Linked DNA regions of Mus musculus: regions 2 and 3 are each linked to region 1. The links are chromatin contacts, called in public HiChIP or PLAC-seq and promoter capture Hi-C maps. All regions are on one chromosome and are shown on one strand. The core of a region is the stretch at or near the end of the contact, and the rest is flanking DNA. Distances in the headings are between cores, read along the strand shown. Region 1 holds the start of Tnfrsf11a (tumor necrosis factor receptor superfamily, member 11a, NFKB activator). Region 2 overlaps Phlpp1 (PH domain and leucine rich repeat protein phosphatase 1). Region 3 overlaps Cdh20 (cadherin 20).

What was found. Promoter capture Hi-C pulls out the DNA fragments that hold promoters and counts their contacts. HiChIP or PLAC-seq counts read pairs in DNA pulled down with a chosen protein or histone mark.
Region 2: a contact with region 1 is called in an H3K4me3 HiChIP or PLAC-seq map of bone marrow-derived macrophages, with 5 times the contacts expected there. The contact joins the enhancer-like site here to the promoter of Tnfrsf11a in region 1. A contact is called at or near these places in 9 of 39 promoter capture datasets (the C10 cell line, the HPC-7 cell line, HPC-7-derived erythroid cells and 7 more), 1 of 15 datasets of contacts at CTCF or cohesin (large pre-B cells), 3 of 484 Hi-C or Micro-C datasets (LSK cells, granulocyte-monocyte progenitors and pre-pro-B cells), 4 of 115 datasets of contacts at active chromatin or transcription factors (bone marrow-derived macrophages, embryonic stem cells, pancreatic cancer cells and 1 more) and 1 of 9 other capture datasets (embryonic stem cells).
Region 3: a promoter capture Hi-C map of second pharyngeal arch cranial neural crest shows a contact between it and region 1. The contact joins the enhancer-like site here to the promoter of Tnfrsf11a in region 1. A contact is called at or near these places in 8 of 39 promoter capture datasets (embryonic stem cells, hippocampal neurons, liver and 4 more), 1 of 484 Hi-C or Micro-C datasets (cerebellum) and 1 of 9 other capture datasets (embryonic stem cells).

The regions. Positions count from the first base shown.
Region 1 is chr1:105,779,344-105,782,716 of GRCm38.p6, reverse strand. Tnfrsf11a (tumor necrosis factor receptor superfamily, member 11a, NFKB activator) reads right to left here and starts at 1,994. Exons shown (of 10, transcript NM_009399.3): 1 at 1,888-1,994. The coding sequence starts at 1,965.
Region 2 is chr1:106,394,047-106,397,633 of GRCm38.p6, reverse strand. Phlpp1 (PH domain and leucine rich repeat protein phosphatase 1) reads right to left here. Exons shown (of 17, transcript NM_133821.3): 17 at 3,389-3,587. Among named protein-coding and RNA genes, the nearest start is that of Gm41928, 130 kb to the left of the region's middle. Within about 2 kb of position 1,938, at least 49 of the 459 cell types and tissues checked have an H3K27ac peak or open chromatin away from gene starts, as enhancers often do. A contact at or near this core is called in bone marrow-derived macrophages, pancreatic cancer cells and trophoblast stem cells, where this site is marked.
Region 3 is chr1:104,992,800-104,996,403 of GRCm38.p6, reverse strand. Cdh20 (cadherin 20) reads right to left here. Exons shown (of 12, transcript NM_011800.5): 12 at 923-2,524. The coding sequence ends at 2,019. Among named protein-coding and RNA genes, the nearest start is that of Gm29012, 120 kb to the left of the region's middle. Within about 2 kb of position 2,328, at least 56 of the 459 cell types and tissues checked have an H3K27ac peak or open chromatin away from gene starts, as enhancers often do. A contact at or near this core is called in second pharyngeal arch cranial neural crest, where this site is marked.

The DNA of each region.
Region 1 (3,373 bases), core at 745-3,244:
TGGGTTACTGCTCACTAAATAAGATAGCATAACAAGCACACACACTTGCCCTGAGCTGAGGAAACCATAGGAGGAGGTGGAGGATGTAGCTTAGTGGTGAGATGCTGGTCTTCGCAGACCAGCCCCTGGTCCTCGCAGACCAGCCCCTGGTCCCATACCCAGCACAGCCAAGAACACACCCAGCACATGCCTGCACACAGACATACATACAAAATAGGAGAACTGCCAGCTAGTTCCAAACGCTATGCTAGTCTGTTATTAGAATCAAATGTGGGTACGTTTTTCCCTCTCACTGTGTGGTCAGGCAGGTTTTCTGAGGCAGCTAGCTATTGATAGAGACCCGGTTTTTTAGTTTTTGTTTTTGTTTTTGTTTTTGTTTTTAAAGGTAGCTCCCTGTCCGACCTGTTGATCACTTCATTAAGCAAGCAACATTTGAAGTGCTTCAAATGGTCGATTCTGTTAGGTCCTCGCGCCTTGCCCTCCCTCACCCACTCTAAGAGACCCAATTTGCTGGCAATGAAGTAGAGCGAGTCTTTTTACTGTGCAGCTCCAATTTTTAAGTACATTTGCACTATTTCTGTCCTGGTGTCAGCTAAGCTGCCTTTCTCTTCTCTCCTTACCTCAAACACAGCCAGGTCACCTAGGGCAGTGACATTCACAGAAGCCAAAGACTGTTTTAACAGGAGAAAGGAGAATCTAAAACTGCTGAGCCAAGAAACCTCGCTGACATTTTCCCTTCCCGCAGAGGAACCCCCAAGCGCACATGATGTTTAGCAGGCTTCCCTTCATTGAACAGCTCAGTCTACCCGGACAGAAGTGAACATTTGGCTTGGTGCTTGGGGTGGCTGCCACACTGAGTAACACGGTGGTAAAGAAATCACTCCCGGGAACCGCAGTGAGACTCCTCAGTTGCCAGCAGACCAGCAACTGGGATCCAAGCTCTTTATCAAGCACTAGCGACTCCAGAGGGACCCTAACGCGGGATTCAGGGATCTGGGAGCTCTTCCTGCAGGGACTTAGGCTGCAGGGAGGAGATTCTCCACACTGACTTTTGCCTCCTCCTCTAGGCTGCTGATGGTGCCTGAAGAGCTGCCAGAAAAGCCCTGGTCCCCAAGTACTATGCATTCTAGTTACATCCTGTCCATCACCATTGGGCCCAGACCCATCCCAGGTGGAGGCAGGGATTGCAAGGCTTGTTCTTGGCATCAGTAATAGCTCGAGGCACATCACTACCCTAGTTTCTGCCATTGCAAAGACATATTTCATCCTAACATGGTCAAAGGTTTCTAAGCACAAGCAACTCCTGCCGATCCATGAACTGTTTGTGGGGCGGAGGGAGAAAAGGGAACATACGAAAAGGAAAGCTTGTCAGCTTGGCCAAAGAAACTTCCAACTCTCATCCAGGACATCTCTCCTACACTTCTCCGCCTTCGCAGTGGGGCAGATGGAGAGAAAACTAAAATAGGGAAGGGTGTGAAGACCAAGTCAGGGACCCTGCACTCCCAGGGACCCACGCGGATTGAAAGCACGCCCCCAAGGGTAGCAGGTTTTAGGAAGGAATCACTAACCTGGTCTGTACATACAATCTTACTGAGGGTCGCAGAGGTCCGCGTTAGCTACAGATGGGAAGAGCCTACTAGGTGCACCCGGAGAAACAAGGTAGCACCCAAGCTCCGTGCTCCACAGATCCCGTGGCCCAGGTTCCGGCTTCTGCAAACCTCAGCTTTCCAAGCCGCAGCACCCTCCCAGTCGCCGTCCCTTAGATCCACGCACCAGCTGGGGTCTCCATCCGGATACCCCGAGTTTCACCTGGTGCTCGTGAGGCTGGGGCGCGCCAGAGGACCTCGACCCTGGGGGACCACAGGCGACAGCGGTGCGGATCCTTACCTGCAGTGGAACGAGCAGCACGCAGAGCGCCAGCAGCGGCGCGGGCAGCTGGCGGCGCCGCCGGGCGCGCGGGGCCATGGCGCGGTGCGGGCGGGCTGGGCGCGCGGCCTCTGTGGACCGGCGGTCGCCGCCGCCCTCCGCCCGCCTCGTCCCGCCCCGTGCGCCCGGCTCCGCCCGGCACCTGCCCCCGCGCCGCCGACCAGCTCCGCCAGGGGGTGCCCGAGCGTGGGCTGCCGTGACGCGGGACAGAGATGGTTTTGGCATTCCACGAGTGCTTCAGACCCGCGCGGAGTCCTGTCCGAGTGTCCCCAGGCTCTGAGCTCTCTGGGTGCAGCACCTGCGTGCAGGCGCTAGATAGCCCTGCCAAGGTTGTCCTTCGCCTTCAGTGGACCCTGCCTTGTCGCCACTGTGGACCCTGCCTGCACAAGGTGCACCCCTGTTGGGGTTTCCTTAACTGTAACTAAAGAATCTACACAATGTAGTGTCCACGGCTCCCCCAAACCTCCTTTACCCAGCCCTATACTTCCCCTCATTCTGGCCGCCTCCAACAACCGCTTCCTCTTGGCTGTTCTCCGAGTCACCGCACCTGTCTCTGCCCTTCACCCCCTCTGTAACACTCATAGCAAGCTTTCCAGGTAGGTAGAAACTTGCCACCATGCTTAACGAAGCCCTTCACCCGAACCGCTAGGTCACCTACCTTACCTCTTCTAATACAGAACTAGTTTAAAGTCAGGAATAAGCGATCCTGTCGTATTAGTTAAGGGATTCTCATTACTGGCTTCTGGGTTTGTCTTTTTCCAAATTTCAGGTCAGTGTTGGTTACACAATGGTACATACAGCCTTGCCTCTGTGTAGTAACAGTAAGAGGAAGAGCTTTGTCTCCCAGTCAACAGAAACACAGTGTTTTCAATTCCTTGAGTGCCAGAACCGTCTCTGCCAGCTTTCTGACCTCCATGTTAATGGTTTTTCCGTCTAATTCTGAGAAACTATGGAGTTTTCTAACAAGGAAGACTGGATTTGTCTATTATTTCTTTGAATTCTGTCAGTTTTTCTCATCCTTGAAACTCCCTTGAGACATAGCGATTTATGTCTTCTCGGTACATTGACCTTTTATCATCACAACATGCCCTTCTTGATCAACATAAAATTTCACATTCTGGTCTACTTTACATTTATGTGTAGCCATGTCACCTTTCTTATGAATGCTATGTAAGTAGTATATCTGATTCTTTCCCATGCAAGACTGTTTAAAGTGGCAGCATACATTTTAGACTGTTCCTGCCTTCCTATTGGAGCGTGCACATTTAGTGATCGTCACATACGGTGAATTGAAGTCTATTACCTTTCTGATTTTTTCTGTTTGTTGAATCTTTAGTCCACTTTTATTATTGACTTCCTTTGTGTTTCTCTAAAACAATTTTGGAAACAGTATTTTATTTCATGCATTGCAATACAATTTTGTGTTAAATAAAATACTACAGTAGAA
Region 2 (3,587 bases), core at 689-3,188, 610 kb before region 1:
TACTCTGCCAGTCCTGGTGGTCACAGAGACTCCCACAGAATTTCAACTGATAACTGGAGGGCTCAAAGGTGAGAATGACATGCAGGTGACATTATCATAGAAAAGGAATGTATGTATTTACCTGTGATAGGTGGCAGGTCCAGTACACGATGCGGCTCCTGGGAGTTATGGATCATCTTACAATGAGATACTTATAGCCTGCTGAGGCATTCTATAGGTAGTCATCGAAAGTATGGTAGATCAGGAGCCAAATAAAAATATTGCTTGGCTTAGTCCTAGCTTAAATACAACTCTTAATCCCGAGCTGGTTCCAGCATACCCAGGCATTATTTGGGAGGCAGTCTTAAGAAGACTTGGAAGTAAGTATTGGTGCATTCAAGAACTGGACATGGAACACTGAAAAAAGTCCCAATTGCCATTTTGATGCCCTTTAAACAGACAGGACTACTCGTTAGAGGAAAGTCCAAGTTCACTGGAACAAGGCAGAAGAGCAGAAAGTGAAAGATTTCAGCATGATGATAGAAGATCTTTCTGTCCTTAGAGAATCAGAATAAGTGAGGCTCCAGCTTAAGCAGGAGGGAGACCTTTCTTGAAGCATTCTGTTTGTGTTCTTTGAGCAAAATGAACCAAAGGCCAACAAATGCAATACATATTATTTATATGTACATTGAGGCCAGGAAACAGAACAGTAAAAAACAGGGCTTAAGGGCCATTTGCCCATTTCTTCCTGATGTGTTCAATGTCTTCAAGAAGGGAAGAGGGGCATTTTGAGGGGAGAGCATTCTGCTTTCAGACATTTATGTATATCTAGTATCAACACGGCGCTGGCTTAGACCCTCAAAGCGTCTCAAGATCATACCCCAGCCAGGCCCCTCAGGTCCTGTGCTGGTTTTGAGATGGCCATGGATTGTTGATTAAGGATGAGTGAACATGCAAATCAGATGGAGGTCCTGGAAGGGCTCTTACCTTCCTTTACCTGAGCAAGGTTTAGTGTGAACTTTGATCCAATTGATATAGCAGGTAGGGGTTAGGATAAGAAAAAACAAATCAAAGCTATCACAGATGCTTTAGAGCCATTTACATTTTCAAACACATATATATCAGACATGGGGATCCATATCAGCACAGGCCAGATCAATGACAATGACGAAAGCAGTTGGCCTAGAGTCATTTGCACAACATGGGAATTTCGGAGATGAACTGAAAGAGAGAAACTAGTAGTATTTAATGACAGATATTGGGAGCTCCCCCAGCGACAGTGAGTCTGCTCCCCCACAAGAGAAGTGAGTCTTCTCTTCCACTCGCCACTTGAAGCATTTGTGCCGTGCTCCCGGATTTCTGAGCAGCCTAGTTCTGTGCTGGAATAGTGACAACTTACATGGAAGGCGTTAGTGAGTTTCCGATCTGTCACTCGGGAGGCAGTTACAGATAATATAACCCCACTTTTCAGCGATTATTCTGCTTAGCACCAGGGAAGGACTCAAGACCCTTTGATGAGAGTCAACATTACGCCAATGGGGCTTTTTTTTCTTTTTTCCCCCCTCCCTTAGTTACAGCCAGTAGTGACATCACATATCTACTCTGTAAGACTGCATGCATACCATTAATGCTCTCTGTTTTCCCTTGTTTTCTAACCCCAGGGAAGGCAAGGGTAGACAAATGCTGGATCGATTATAATTCTGGTCGCATGTTATTTAAATTTCCTATTATAGGAACCAAGTAGTCACCAATGATACCACATTGTAAAGCAGAGACTGGTACAAGGTACAACAGACGCTAGGATTTAATGCAGCATCTCTGCCACACTTAATTAGTGGTGAGGATTACTTTCTATTCCATGAAGAAAACTGCTAAACAGTTTCTTCAGTCCAAATGGAGTCGGTGGCCTGGCCCCCAAACTACTCACCAGTAGGTGGTGCTATAACAAAAGCAATCAAAAGAAAGCAGCCACACTAGTCTGGCCCTGGCCAGAGATTGGCCTGATGGGTAAGGGCAGGAAGCCTGGAGGCTGCCTGTATCTGCTAGTAGGTGGCTGATCTGACAGGAACTGGTGTCCTGGCCCCAGCAAGGTCATCAGCCTCAGGGCAACCCTTTCTCCTGTGCAGACATCATGGCTTTAGGGGTCTTCAAGTATTAATAAAATACTTAAAGCTCAAAATCCACTTCAGATTTATAAGCACCTTCACATACACTATTAGAGTGTATCTTGGTAAACAGAAGTGAATAAATTCACCTTAGGAAATAACTGCGGAGGCTCCTACATAAGAGCATGGAGACTTCCCAGTATGTCTGTGCCTCTTTAGTCCCTTCACATGGATGCAACATAAAAGTTTCTCCTCTACAGTACTATGTACTGCCAAGTCCCCCAAAAGAACTTCTCTCTCCACAGTTCCACGCGTGTGATGTGCACAATGTCTCAATGACAGAACGGACAGAGATGTAAATGCCAGAGGACTGTGGATGCACAAACACAGCATCTAACCTGCTGCTCTCTCCCACGTCTGCTGGTTCTGCTGTGTAGCCGCCTCAGATGCTGTCATGGAGTCTACAAGTACTGACTCTGTTCACCAGCCTCCACAGGTTCTGACCCCTCTGAAAGAGTCACACTGTGTGCTCTAGGCCTCCTCCACAAAGATGAACTCTACCCAGAGTTGGGATTTAAGCACTGATGACTTGGAAGCTGGACAGGAAATAAGGCACTGGGGAGCACTAGGAAGTTGTGTGGTTTCTATGTGACCTATGCCCCACATGGTATGATGCACAGTAAGGGAGGGAAGGGCTAGAGAGTCAGGCAGGATCATCCCCTGGGATGACTCGACTTCCAGTTGAAGGCACAAGGCCTCTTCCACACTTGGGAAACACAGTTTCTTCAGCTACTGGGTCCAGTGCTGTGCTGGAGTGAGCTACCTCTTCTTCTGTGGGCTCGGCCATTAGTCTGGGCTGGCCAAGTACTACTGAGGGCACACCTGAAGGGAGACAACAGGGATGCCACCTGCCTTCCACATACAGCTCTTAATTGACAGTTACAATGGAAGGTGCATGGACCTGTTCACGTGATCTCCTGGAAGAGCTGAAACCCATCTTGGTTCTGTAGGAGGTCTGCAGGTTCTCTGCAGGGCTCTCCTCTATGCAGTCCCCATCCAGTCCTCTCTTCCAGTGAGGACTACCTTGCATAATCATAAAAAGAAAAGGGTAACAACAGCTGTGTGTGCGGTTGACCAGAAGGTCGATTCTACTACCTCATTCACTGCAGCTGAACTTGACTATTAAGGAAACAAACCCCAAACCATAATGTTGGTTAATCTCACCCCCATCTATTCCTTCTAATCCTAAACTGGTTTGGCTGTGAGACACACCTGGATGCTGAGACAAAAGCAGATAGATTCAGTACTTGTAAATTTCATATTTATTATAACAAAAATTACGACATGTCCATTTGGGCATTCTGCTTCCATATAACTCTGGATGTGTAGATGGTATAAGGGACTCTATACAGTCATGCTGATTGTGGCAGCAGGAAGGAACACAATTAAAAAATGTCTGTAAAAGGTTCTGGGTTCCCGAGAACAGGGCCACATTATCTGCAC
Region 3 (3,604 bases), core at 1,079-3,578, 790 kb after region 1:
TGAATTTATGAAATTCTTAGGCAAATGGATGTATCTGGAGGACATTATCCTGAGTGAGGTAACCCAATCACAAAAGAACTCACATGATATGCACTCACTGATAACTGGATAATTAGCCCAGAAACTTAGACTACCCAAGATACAATTTGCAAAACTCAAGAAGAAGGAAGACCAAAGTGTGGATACTTCATTCCTCCTTAGAATAAGGAACAAAATACCCATGGAGGGAGTTACAGAGACAAAGTTTGGAGCTGATACGGAAGGAAGGACTATGCAGAGACTGCCCCACCTGGGGATCCATCCCATATACAACCACCAAATCCAGACACTATTGCATATGCCAGGAAGATTTTGCTGACAGGACCCTGATATAGCTGTCTCTTTTGAGGCTATGGCAGTGTCTGGCAAATACAGAAGTGGATGCTCACAGTCATCTATTGGATGGAACAAAGGGCCCCCAATGGAGGAGCTAGAGAAAGCACCCAAGGAGCTGAAGGGGTCTGCAACCCTATAGGTGGAACAACAATATGAACTAACCAGTACCCCCCAGAGCTCATGTCTCTAGCTGCATATGTAGCAGAAGATGGCCTAGTCGGCCATCATTAAGAAGAGGGGCGCCCTTGGTCTTGCAAACTTTATATGCCCCAGTACAGGGGAATGCCAGGGCCAAGAAGTGGGAGTGAGTGAGTGGGTAGGGGAGCAGGGCGTAGGGGCGGTATAGGGGACTTTCAGGATAACATTTGAAATGTAAATGTAGAAAATATCTAATAAAAATTGAAAAAGAAAAGAAAAAAAGAAAATTTTATACCCTTTGGGGGAAAAACAGAAATGTAAATGAAGAAAATATCTAAAAAACAAAACAAAACAAAAAAACAAAAACAAAAAAAACCCTGTGTGCCCATAAGGAAACAAACTCAAAATACACCTTTCCTTCTATTTAGCTTTTATTAAAAGAAGTGCTAAGTTACTGAGATGTAGCACATCATATTTATTAACAAAATTATTAACAAATATACAAAACTTTTACAGGTAATACTCTTACATCCATTTCTTCTCTATAATACTGATTTTGTTCAAGTAGGTTATCTACAGTATGTAAACATCCCTTGGATTGACTTTACACAGATTAGGAAAGCCCTCTAACCCATGCTTTTATCAGATACTTCTTATTTGGCTTTCTTTTGTTGCATCTGATCTCCACATTTGGCACTCAGAAGAGACATCTACAGTGCACGAGGCAGCTTTTCTGCTTTCCTTCTGGCTTTTACGAAGGCATAAAAAGCTGTCAGGAGAACACCGCACACTAACGTGTTGATGCTGGATCAGCTACAATGCGAACTCTCTGTTCAGCTCTTACATGAGAGCACACGTCAATGTCAATGTCTCTTCCTTCTCCCACCCTCCCCAACCATTCCCCATGCAAGGCCGGGAAAGTCTAAACCTTGTCTCAAAAGAGTTAAATAATGTACCACCCACCTTAGAACAAGTAAGATGATTTCACTGAGGAATAATTTTTCAGTGGTGTGTGTGTGTGTGTGTGTGTGTGTGTGTGTGTGTGTGTGTGTGTGTTGGTTTCTGCAGATCTGACGATGCAGAAAAACTAGAGTAGGACTTGCTCCCTGCCTCCACTCCCGCCCTCACCTACTATCTGTGTAGTTAACACTGGCACCTTTTCTTGGTGGTAAAGTGACAAAAGCCTTGGTGAATAGGAAAAAACAAAGGAATAAAGAAACAAACAAAAAGAGCCAAGCTTTAATAATTCAAACCTGTGAATACAGTGTCAAAAAAAGAAATTAAAATGGTAATTGGAGATTCTGCCCTCTTCTCCTGGGTTTCCTTCTGATTATTTAGCTTAGTCTAACCAAGTAAAGCTGATCCAGAGAGAGCTCTGCTGGGTCCACTCACTCCCATCCTCACTGTCCAGCACAATATTGCTCCTGGGGTGGCCGCGCCTCGGGCATGAGAAGCAGCCTTTGAGAACGTCTGGATTTGGGTGCCCCTTTGCCTCCGGGCTTCTGTCACCACAAGGGCGCGGGCCCCTCGGACGCCCCGTAGAGTTCTGCCAGTTTTCGGAAGCGGGGTCCCCAGTCCGTGAGGAAATCAAAGCTCTGCTCTGAGTCCGAGGTGGCTGACTGCAGGGAGCTGAGCGAGCCGGCCACAGAGCCGTCCCCTTCAAACATGTAGGTCTGCAGGGAGTCGAAGGGCGGGGCCCACAGGTCCATGTCGGCCTCGTAGAGCTTGGCCAGCACGTAGCTGTGGACCGTGCTGCTGACCGCGCAGGTCTGAGGCACGTAGCGGGACAGGCTCTCGATCTCGGGGAGCATGTCCTGGCGCGTCTTGGGGGCGGCGCCTGCCTGCGCCTCGCGCGGGTTCCACATGGCTGCGATGTCGAAGGCCTCTGTGTCCTCTTCGCCGCCCCCCTCGTCGTCGTAGCGCACAATGTTCTCGTGGATGTTCTCATCGTCGTCGATGATGTAGGGTTGTTTGCGATGTCGCCTCATGGACAGGATGAGCAGCACCAACACTGACGGGAACACAAAGGACGAGATGTGTCAGTCTCAAGAAACAGTTTATTAAGCAAGGGGGCAAAGAAGGGCTCAGAGTGGCACCCAGGTCAGCTTTGGTAATTCAAACGTTAGTGAGTTTAGTTCAGGTCTGCCTGATCCTCGCTGTGATTTGTTATATTTAAGAGCTCTTGGGGTAAAGAAGGCGTTATATTTCTTAGACTCCTAAGAAACTACATAGTCTCATAGAAACTTGCTGCTTTAAAATTGTGTGTAGACACACAATGAACCGTTATGAAATTCCACTAAGACGACACAAAGCACAGCGGCCTGCTGTAGAAGCTATGCTATGGATCAGATCATGCACTCTTATACAGTAATGAGTTTCATATACATTTGCTATAATCTAAAAATCTCATTAGGTGAGATTCTGCTTTTTTGCTTTAGCATTGTAATAGGATTCTACTATAGATACAACCATACATCCACAAATAATGAATGCAGATATTTACGCTAAGTATGAGCTACAGAAATCTGTCTTTTATGCCTCCTTCAAAAACTAAGAGCATTGTGGGAAGGAGCTTATCAGACTCTAAACCTAACCAAGGAGCTATGGACAGTTAATAGTTTCTGGAGTTCTCTTCAAGGGCTTGGCTCTTGGTAGGGCAACCTCTTTTTCCTTGGATAGCTCCATACTCAGGAGTACTGGGTGCTCAAATTGGAGTATTTATTTATTTATTTATTTGAAAAAGGACACAAACTTGAGGATGTGGGTAGATCTAGAAAGAGTTTAAGATACACTTTATGAATTCTAAAAAAAAAAAAAAAAAAAAAGAAAAGAAAGAAAGAAAAAAAAGAACAGAAATACTTTTAAAAGCATAAGTGAATGACTTTAGGTCCAGTAACCCCAGATTCCTCAAAAAGACTTTTAGTTAGAGAGGTATTTGTAATTTTCTGAAGCCAGCGGTTTTCATGGGAGGGAAGGACTGAGCAGTGACATTTTATATAGTTCAGTCTGTTACCAAAGAAGTGGCACATTGTTAGCTGTGCCCTTGAAGGTTTGGATAAAATTTTATCCCAACAAATGTGTGTGTGTGTGT